Linked DNA regions of Gossypium arboreum: region 2 is linked to region 1. The links are chromatin contacts, called in public Hi-C maps. All regions are on one chromosome and are shown on one strand. Each heading gives the region's core, a stretch centred on a gene start, on an enhancer-like site or on the middle of the called end of the contact. The rest is flanking DNA. Distances are from core to core; before and after follow the strand shown.

Evidence for each region. Hi-C and Micro-C count contacts between places; a contact is called where the count stands out from the background.
Region 2: a Hi-C map of leaf shows a contact between it and region 1, with 2.1 times the contacts expected there. The contact joins two enhancer-like sites. A contact is called at or near these places in 2 of 5 Hi-C or Micro-C datasets (both in leaf).

The regions. Positions count from the first base shown.
Region 1 is chr6:119,758,531-119,763,930 of ASM2569848v2, reverse strand. It overlaps the pseudogene LOC108480624. Among protein-coding and RNA genes, the nearest start is that of LOC128294607, 58 kb to the right of the region's middle. Within about 2 kb of position 2,715, at least 2 of the 2 cell types and tissues checked have an H3K27ac peak or open chromatin away from gene starts, as enhancers often do. A contact at or near this core is called in leaf, where this site is marked.
Region 2 is chr6:120,053,334-120,058,733 of ASM2569848v2, reverse strand. No RefSeq gene overlaps it. Among protein-coding and RNA genes, the nearest start is that of LOC108464030, 58 kb to the left of the region's middle. Within about 2 kb of position 2,038, at least 1 of the 2 cell types and tissues checked has an H3K27ac peak or open chromatin away from gene starts, as enhancers often do. A contact at or near this core is called in leaf, where this site is marked.

The DNA.
Region 1 (5,400 bases), core at 1,466-3,965:
TGAAGCAGAAAACAATATACAAATATTACAAAATGGAAGTGAAAGGCTAAAATGGTTTTTAAAATAAACAAAAAACTAAATAAATATAACGAAGACATCACCCTAACCCCAAGTAAAGAGTCCAATTGCTATTTTAAATTGGAAAGATGATGGACAAAAGAGTCATTTACTAATTAAAAAAGGATAATTATTGTCGATAAATTACGAGAATAAAAATAAAAATTGTTGGTCTTAATCTTTGTTTTACGGCCTACCCTATTTTTCACATCTTTTTTGTTTTTGTTTGTGTCTCATTCGAAAGTATTTTTGCAGTCTTTTACACTTAAAAGCTCTAATCACCTACTGCAATTTACCATTTCTTCTTCTTCTTCTCCCCTTTCATTTCTGGGGTCTTTTTGATTGATGGATAGCTGGATTCTGATCAATCTCACGTAAATAAAAAAAGAAAAAGAAAAAAGAATTATATTTATCCAAAAACGCAATAACCCAAACTTTACAACCTCGTATATTTGTTGATTGATTTTGGTTTTGGGGAGAGGATGGCATCTTCATCAATGGTGAGTCCGCTATGCACTTGGTTGGTGGCTGCTTGCATGTCTGTCACATGCGGGAAAGACCAGTCACAGTCATCATTTCTCCGTTCATCAGCCTTTGCTTCTTCTTCTAAGAGACACGGTCGTTGGGCTCGCACTAGAAGGAGAGCTCTTCTTTCTCAATGCAGCGGCAGAGGCAATGGCTCAGCCAAAAACCAAGACGGGAGCATGATTTCAGCATTTTATGGATTCGGCATTCAAGGCTTGATGGCTTCCTGGTTAACTTTTGAGCCCTGTAAGGACTACTATTCCTCCAAAAATTGTAGCCTTTTTGGTCAAAATAGAAGCTTTTCTTAGTTCTTTGGATCCAAAATCCTTCCCAATCGCAAGCAAAGAGGACTCAATGGAGGACCTATCTGTTCTGGTAATTTTCAGCCTTCTCTTTTATACAATCTGAAAGGGCATGTTGGTCTTTGCTTGACTCTTGAAATCTGGCTTCTTTTATTCTCATTTTTATTTGTTTTATTTCTCACAAAAGGTTTAGCCTTGTTTACACATTAACTTTATTTTCTTTTCTTTTCTTTTTTTTTTTTTGTTCGAAATTTGACTCTTTGTATTTCTTTTTTGTTTTTGTTTTTTTTGCGTTGCACATGTTCCTTCTCTTTATTTGCTTTTGATTCAAGAAATTTTAGAAATGAAAAACATTTTGAATATAAAATATAGTAAGATATATATATAAATTTTAAAAAATTTTGGGATCCAACATAATAAGTAGAATTTAGAGTTGGTTTGAAAATTGAGAGAATTTAAGTAAAATCTATTTAAAAATCGGATTAGATTCCGAGTAAAACTTTTTGGTCAGTCCCAAATAAGCAAAAAAGAAAAAAATATTTTTTATTGTTTTGCTACTATTTTCTTATTATATTTTTACTATTTTGTTATCCTTTTATTATTAGGTTACTACTTTTTGTTATTATTTTATTATTATGTTACTATTATTTTTTTATTATTTGAATATTGTATAACAGATATTTATTTGTTAAGTTATACTAATTTTAATATTATTTAAATATAAATATCTTTTAATATGATTTGAATATTTTATATATATATTTAAAAATAATATAAAAAATTAATTTGAGTGGACTGGACATGAAATTTAATATTTTTATTCGGTTCGAGCTTGAGCGAAATTTTAGACTATTTTTTGAGCTGCGCCTAAAATTTTGACAATATTTGATCTGAACCCGGCTCAACCATGGACAAGTTTAGGTGAGATACACCGGTTTTTTATTATTATTATGATTATGTTGTTACTAATTAGTTAAAAGCTAGAAATGAAGTTGAATTTATGTTACTGTTAGTTCTATGGTGATGATTAATAATTTGTTTGTCGGATGATAAATGTGCAGTTTCTTATTTAGATTCTGTAGACTATTTTAAATATAAATGGTAAAGAAAAAACGCCATCATATTAATATTAATTAACTATTATTTAAGAAATATTAATTATTTTATTAAAAATGGTTTTAAGCAATTTTTAATTAAGTTGACATCAATTTGGTCAAACATATTACATATAGTATAAATAAAAAATTATTCAACAATTGATTTTATACTTTCAAATAAATTATTCATTTTATTGGTAGTATTTATAAATAAATTCTATTTAGACTTAGGTTCAATATTTAGATTTTTGTTTTTATTTTTATTTAAATATTTAATATAAAAAGTCATCATATTAATATTAATTATTTTATTTAAAAATTTTAAAAAATTTATAAGTTTATGTGGAATTCACTCATGAATAGATATCATGCTGGACACTTCTCATGCACATAATTTCATAAACTTACCAGTCAAATTACATACTATTTGCAAGTTAATTTATTTGAAAACTTAGGAGCAGCCATGGCTGTAGCTCCGCAACCCACAAGGGAAATCACGACAAAAAAGAAACCTCCTACGAACCAAAGACGAGTTGTTGTGACAGGGATGGGAGTGGTAACTCCACTTGGACATGACCTCGATGTCTTCTACAACAAGTTGCTAGAGGGTGCTAGTGGAATAAGTGCAATTGAGACTTTTGACTGTGCCCAGTTTCCAACCGTACGTTGCGTTTAGCATCTCTCAGTTGATTTTGTTTGTACGTTCTTACTACTCTCGTTTTCTCTGCAGAGAATTGCTGGAGAGATAAAATTTGTCTCGGCTGATGGTTGGGTTGCACCAAAACTCTCCAAGAGGATGGACAAATTCATGCTTTATATGCTTATTGCTGGGAAAAAAGCCCTGAAAGATGGTGGAGTAACTGAAGATGTAATGGATGAGTTAGATAAAGCGAAATGTGGAGTTTTAATTGGTTCAGCAATGGGTGGCATGCAGGTAAGTTCTGCACTTTTGTTGTTCATATTCCTTTATTTTAAAGATGATGGAAGAGCAGATGAACCCTTCTATTTTTTTTTTTCGGTGAAATGAACCTTTCTATTTTTAAGCATTAAACTTGATGCAAGTAAAACATGAACACCACCTGCTGGGTTTTGTGGCTTTAAAATAACAGAACATGTAGACAATATTTACCTGCATATTGCATACTTTAACATGAGAGTGGTACAATTTTGTACTACTAGTTTAGCGTCTAAAGCCAGCCTTAATAATATAAAATCTTTTGGAATCATAAGTGTCATACCGTATATAACACCTTGCATGAGGGCAAACAACTTCAAGAAACAAATTGTTTTTGCAATTACTTTCCTTTTTAGGTCCATTGATTCATTTAGGTTGTTTGTGGAAAGACAAGGTTTTCAATGATGCAATTGAAGCATTGAGGATCTCATACAAGAAGATGAATCCTTTTTGTGTACCATTTGCAACTACAAATATGGGTTCTGCAATGCTTGCAATGGATTTGGTGAGGTTAAATCTTGCTTCTGCTATGTTAAGATAGAGGTTGATGGATGTTGGAATTTGAACTTTGAGCTTTAATATGGTTTCTTCTTCAGGGTTGGATGGGTCCCAACTATTCAATCTCCACTGCATGTGCAACAAGCAACTTTTGCATATTAAATGCAGCAAACCATATCATTAGCGGTGAAGCTGTAAGTTGAGGAAAAAGGAAATCCAACCTATTGTGGTTTGTTTTTATTACGCTGTATCTAAGGTATTTGAAACAAAATCGCAGGATATGATGCTTTGTGGTGGCTCCGATGCTGCAATTATACCGATTGGTCTCTCTCTCATTTTTGTATTTGACATAATTTATTATCTTTTTAGTTGGCACAAGCAAGATATTCTCTATTTTGTGATTTTTTTTATTCAGGATTGGGAGGATTTGTGGCATGCAGAACACTCTCTCAGAGGAACAACGACCCTACCAAAGCTTCACGCCCTTGGGATATTGTAATATTTCAGTAACTCTTGAGCTCCTAGAATTTCATTTTTTTTCTTTTGTTGTTGGTTTACCAAGTTCTTCAACAAATGAAGTAAAATTGAGAATGAGTTAATGAAGCAACCTGGTGGAAAGTAATGATAATTAATTTTATCATTTCAATCAGTAAGTGACCTTATTATTTTTTCTGCCTCAGTTGTTTGCTTGTCTTGTAAACTTTTAGTCACAACTCACATTGAGTTAGTTATGCATCTGTTCCTCGTACTTTGATAAAGTGACTATTCCTTAAGTACTTTCTAATCCTAAGTGGTTTATGTAAAAATAGAATATCAATAATGATAATATATAACAAAGAAAAGAGAAATAAAAATAAAGAACACACAGATTTTTACGTTGGAACTTTTTCGGAAAAAAACTAAGGGCAGAAAAGAAGAAAATTCACTATGTCGAATTCGAATAAATATAAGAGGAGTAGACTATGTCTATTTATAGGCTTGTAAAATTATATTCTAATAAGAGTGTAGTAAGATTGAAACACCTTATTCTAATAAATATAAAATAGATGGAGTTTAAAAAGGTTTAAAAAACCTTATTCTAAAATAAAATAAAAGAAGTGTAGTTTTATATGAATTTTACTTTTTTTTACCACTGTATTTTATTTAAATAAGAATTCGGGTTACTCAATTCTAATAATCTTCACACTGACACGAATTCTCAAAAAATAAGTTCTTCATCACAACTTAACGAACAAGTTCTTCACCTCTTCCATAAAACCCCTTAAAGGTTTAACTTCAACAATAAACATCAAGTCTAAGCAATGCTCAAACTTGGTTATAGGAAATGACTTAGTCATCATATCTGTAGGATTTTCATAAGTACTAATTTTGTTCACAACAATATCACCACGAGCAATAATATCACGAACAAAATGATACCAAACATCAATGTGTTTTATTCTCTCATGAAACATTTGATCTTTTGTAAGGAAGATGACACTCTGAATGTTACAAAACACTATACTGATTTGAAGGTCTTCATTGAGTTTACTAAAGATTCCCTTCAACCAAAAGGCTTCTTTACAAGCCTCAGTAATCGCTATGTACTCAGCTTTCGTGGTAGACAAAATGATTGTAGTTTGCAAAGTGGCTTTCTAACTTATTGCACAATTTTCGATTATAAAGAAGTAACCTGTGAGAGATATTCTATCAAGGTCTCCAGCAAACTCAGCATCAACATACCCAATGGCTCCATCTCTAGTTCTTCTAAACTGTAAGCAAACATCAGTAGTACCTCATAAATATCTTAAAATCCACTGAACTACTTTCCAATGTTCTCTATCGGGATTTTTCATGTACTTGCTAACTGCACTAACTGCATATGATAAATTTGAACGTGAACAAACCATAGCATACACGAGAGATCCCATTGCACTAGAGTATGAAACATGTGACATGTACTCAATCTCATCATTTGATTGTGGAG
Region 2 (5,400 bases), core at 789-3,288, 300 kb before region 1:
ACAGCTCCAACACTTGACAAATTTGGCGAAACCTAAGGAATAAGGCAGTGTATAATAAACAAATTATTATTTATAGAATAAAAAATTTAAACATTTGAATTTAGTTTAAGTACTGTTTCTGAGATTTTAAGAAAATTATTTTATACAATCAAATTTCATGTTAGAAAAGAGAAAATGGTTATTCATTTATTATAATTTTACATGTATTTTTATAATTCTGTATGTGTTTTTAGCTGGAAATAAACATTTAAATCATTTTATTTTAAAGTTTCTTAATTTTAATTTTGACTTTTAAGAATCAAGATTAAATTGACAAAATTTTAAAGTTGATGGTTAAATTTATTAAATTTTTAAAATTAATACTGAATTGATAAAATCTATAAACATTGAAAAGATAATTTTATTATTAGACTGATAAAAAATTCATACCAACAATTTCCTAATGATTTAATGGATGAATAATCAAAATATTAACTAAAATAAACAATCAAAGGCCGAATTCTAAGTGTTTATTTTTTTTTCAACAAATCTTTCATTCAGTAGGAACCAGATTAATAGAGTGTTACTAGTTCCACAGGTGGAACTTGAGCCCAGTTTGATGGACAAGAATGAATCCTAGTTTTTCCTGCGATCCAGTCAACAGCTCCATTACAGTTCCTTTTGATAAACTTAAACGATACATCATTAAGTCTAGAAACTATCGACAGAATATCTACAACAATTTCAAAAATCTCCCAAGGGCACTGGTTCTTTTTTTTAAGCATTGAATGAGTGGAAGATTGTCGGGTTCAAATTCCACAGACTGCCAGTTGTTATCAGACGCAAGTGTGGAACCCAGCCTTATAGCTTGGGCTTCAGCCGCTAATGCCGTAGACACATGCATCAACGCGCTGGTTCTATCTGTAATATCTCCATTGCTGTTCCTGGCAATTGCAGCCACCCCAGCTTCTCCAATTCTCCCTTTTAGAGAAGAACCACGGTTGGTTTTTACAACTTGAGATGGCGGTTTTGTCCATTCGGATTTGAGGGCAAAGTTAGGGTGGGACCTCCCAGGAACTGAATTCTAAGTTTCATTGTCACGTCACACCGACAAAGAATAGTAATAGTAAATAGTAGGTTAGGACAGGTGCAGCTCACCCCACTTGGTTCTCTCATCTATGTATCTTTTAATTTTGTAGACTGCATCTGAGTTGCACTGCTGGAATCTAATTGTGTACGTATGTTTTGGATATTATATATTATTCCGGTTCACGTGGGGGAGCCACGATTCACAATGACCTCCTATAATATTATTCTTTTTTGTACTAATGAACTCCTATAATATAGTGTTTATAAATAAATATGCCTCGTTCATTTATCAAATAATGTACTTGTCGGATTCGGAATCTGACATGACCGCAACATGCCATTAATTAAATAATTACGTTCTACAATTTATATAAAAAAACCATTCTGACTTATATTAATTCCCTAAAGAGACGCAATTTGAATGTAGACATGATCCCAATTACTGTCAAAGTTAAAATTTTGTTAATTAGGTAAAAATTTGATGTTCTATAAATAAGGTTTTAAGTTAAAGTGTTTCAACTGAAAATTGATATAATTATTGATTGTCGAATAAAAAAAATACTTAAACTGTAATAATCCAAGTCGTGTATTGTTTCCAACTTAGATTGTTATAAAACAAAAATGGTTGACATTGTACGTAAATGATTGTTAATAATGAGTGAAAGGGAAGGGGCCATGTGTTTTATCCGTATATTGTACTCCTTAATATTTATTTGGAAAACTATGTTTCGTTTGGAGTTTAATTTTGGGGACCGCCTTTGATGCTCAAGTCAAACAAAACGCTTCCGTGGATGGCCCTCAAAATTACTTTCCCCAACCTAATTTTCAACCAAGTTTCACGAATTATGTCTTATTTTGATTAATTAATTAATTGCAACTTAAAAGTGGGCATTGGAAGACAAAGGGAAATGAGGGTAAGCGAGGAGCACCGACTGGGGGCACTTCACATCACGGGAGATGGATCGGCCTACTCCTACAAATCAAATACAGATAAAATAAAAGTGGGCCCAATGGATTGTGCGCCCACTTGACGTGGGGGCTTCTACGCCTCATCGGCCATCTCTGCTTTTATTGTCCTTTGCCTCACTTCGTCAACGCGTTTCATGCTCCACCTTTGCCTCTTTCGGTTAAGGATCACACAACTCAAATTCTCTAATACATTTTAGGCTTGTTACACAAGTAATTTTGTTTTATTATTTATGAAAAAGTTATAAAATAATTATTTAATTAATTAATTTTTTTAGTTATTAATCGTTAAATAGTTAATGAAAAGATGGCATTGATGTTTTAAAATTGACATAATACAATCAATTCTATCCATAATTGTCACATATTTTAACAACATTTCACTGTAACAACTTTCTAGTAGAACTAATTTTCTATGTTTTATTTTAACCTCTATAAAAGTTTTTCACTTATAATAGCAACAACTATGGTTATGAAGTACTTCATTTATTAAATTAGTTCTTTATAATAACATATTCTCGTAACATTTTAAGTAAAATTATAGTTATTTCATATAAACAAACATATTAATCATAATTAATTAAATATTATTTTAATAAAATATTTAAATTTCAAATGAAAAATCTCTTAATCATATTTTAATAAATGAAAATAATATTCAATGAGTGAAACTAAAGATATCAATTCAATCAACTATTAAGTTCCCTAATCAAATATTCTATTACAAATTTGGAACATTATAAACTTATAAATTGATTACTTGAATTTAATAAATCTCGATACATTAATTAATTTAATAACCCATAATAATTAATCAAACATATTAGATTTATGAGTTTCGTAATTAATCATGTGAAATCTTGTAAAATAAAATATGTATAAAAATAATAATATACACTTGTTATACATCTTTTAATTTTGTTGATTTGATTTTACTTTCTTTTTTAACATAATTTTGACTTTCTTTATTTGATGAAAATTTATGATAAATTTACAACAATTATCTCTTTATAACAACATATTATAGGTGTATAACAATTGACCTTCGAAAGCCGACAACATATCCATCGATTTTCTATTCTTCCTAGACCACCTATGGGTCTCCATTGAGACTGTAATAGCCTGTTTTTAGGTCAAATTGGAACAGTGGTTTCGGGACCACAAATCCAAAGTCAAAATATTTATTTTATTATTTTAATAAGGTCTACAATATGATAGATTAATTATGTGAAGGTTTCTTAAAAAGTTTTTACCGTTTAAATGCCTAATTGCGTAAAGCATAAAAGTTGAGTTCTATTGTTTAAAGGTATTAAATAGCTATGATTTATTAATATGGAAGTCCTTATAATTTCATTTAACCATAATTTAAGTTAGTGGACATTTATATCCATGAATTATATGATATATTAAGTTTAATTATGAGGTTATAATGGTAATTTATGTATTAAGTTTATAATAATAAAACAAAAATTAAAATCATGTTTTTCTGTCCATCTTCTTGCCGAGAGTTGAGAAAGAAATAAGGGCTTTTGAGCTTCCATGGTTTCGGCAACTTTAATCTTTGATTAAGATCAAGATAAGCAAATACCGGAATTAGATCAGGGGAAACGAAAGATAGACGAGTAGACAACGGTTATACGAGCAAATACGAGGTAAGTTCGTATAATTAGAATTGAACTTTTCTATACTTGTGATTATTGAAAAGAATGTGTATAATTGAGATATTTGAAGTATAAATGCCTTATTGTTATATTGTATGTGTTATCGAGCCCCGTTTAAACTATTTGAATTCACTGGATACGAGTGACATGTTACTGGAATTACCGTAATAGTCGAGCTCCTGCAATTGTTGCGGACTCACCATAGCTTGTAAGGGCTTACTGTTTCAGCTCACTATAGCTTACCTATTCAGCTCGTTGTAGCTCACCTATTCATCTCGAAAGAGCTTATTGTTCAACTCAATAGAGCTTACCGTTTTCAGCTCAATAGAGCTTACTGTTTATCAGCTCAGTAAGAGCTTACCGACTATGACTCGAAAGAGCATGTATGATGATAAATTGACAGATTACTGACATTGTTCACTCGATTATCCTTTGGAGTTCTAATAGGTTCAACGGGCCTAAATAATGTTATACAGACAAATTACGGTTTATAAATGTTACTAAAGTTATATATGATGTATGAGTTTGGAAAGATATGAAGTATTATTTTAGTAAATAGTTTATGTATTAGTTAAATGACTAACATGTGATGATTATGTATGATTAGGTGATGGTTAAAGTGAATTGTTGGCATTTTATTATTGCTTTGATTATATTTAATTGGTAAGTTTAATTCTGAATAATACGGGCTTACTAAGCTATAAGCTTACTCTATTTCGTTTTTTATGTTTTATAGGGTTAGTTAGCTCGCTCGTTTCGGATAAGTCGGAGTTGTACATCACAGTATCCAATTTTCGATTGGTATTTTGAACTTATAAACTTATGTAAATATGGCATGTATAGGCTAGTTTGATGGTAATAGTTATGTTTTGGTATTATAGTTTGAGAATGAATTTGTATATAAGTTAAGCCATGTGACTTGGCTTATTTTGGTATCATATTTGAATTGCATATATGTACTTAATATGCAAAGAAGTCTTGATATATATAGATGTCAGATAAATGAGTTGTATATGTGGTTGCATAGGTCTTTGGATTTGTAAGTGGTAAGTTTATATATAGCTTATATTGTGTATTGAATTGGTTAATTTGGTTGTCAATTAAGTTGATTAATGTGGTCAATTATGAATGTAAATATTAATGTTTTAGGGTGGCAAATTTGGCTTTTCAAATGGCCTATTTTTGTCCACACGGGCAGGGACATGGGCGTGTGTCTTAGCCGTATGCAACACACGGTTATGTTACACGGCCGTGTGTCCCCTAGGGTACCCTACGAATTAACGTCAGTATACCCTACAGTTTTGACACGGCCTAGACACACGGGCATGTCTATCAATCGTGTGTGGTACACGGGTTGGCACACGGGCGTGTAGTCGGCCGTGTGACCCAAGTTAGTAGCCTCCCTAATTTTCACACGGCCTGGCACACGGGTGTGTCTTGTGGCCGTGTGGGCAAGTTAGTATGTATGCCCTATTTTGCCACGGCTTAGACACACGGGCTTGTCTAATACCGTGTGAGGCATACGGCCTGTTCACACAGGCATGTGTCACTTGAAAAGTTGAAATTTCCTAAGTTTTTGAATTTTTTATATGTTATCAATTTAGTCCCAAATGCATTTTAAGACTTTGTTTGATTGATTTAAATACATTTTGAATGTAAATGAATGATGGTTACTGAAATGAGATGAAATTTGTTAAATGAATGT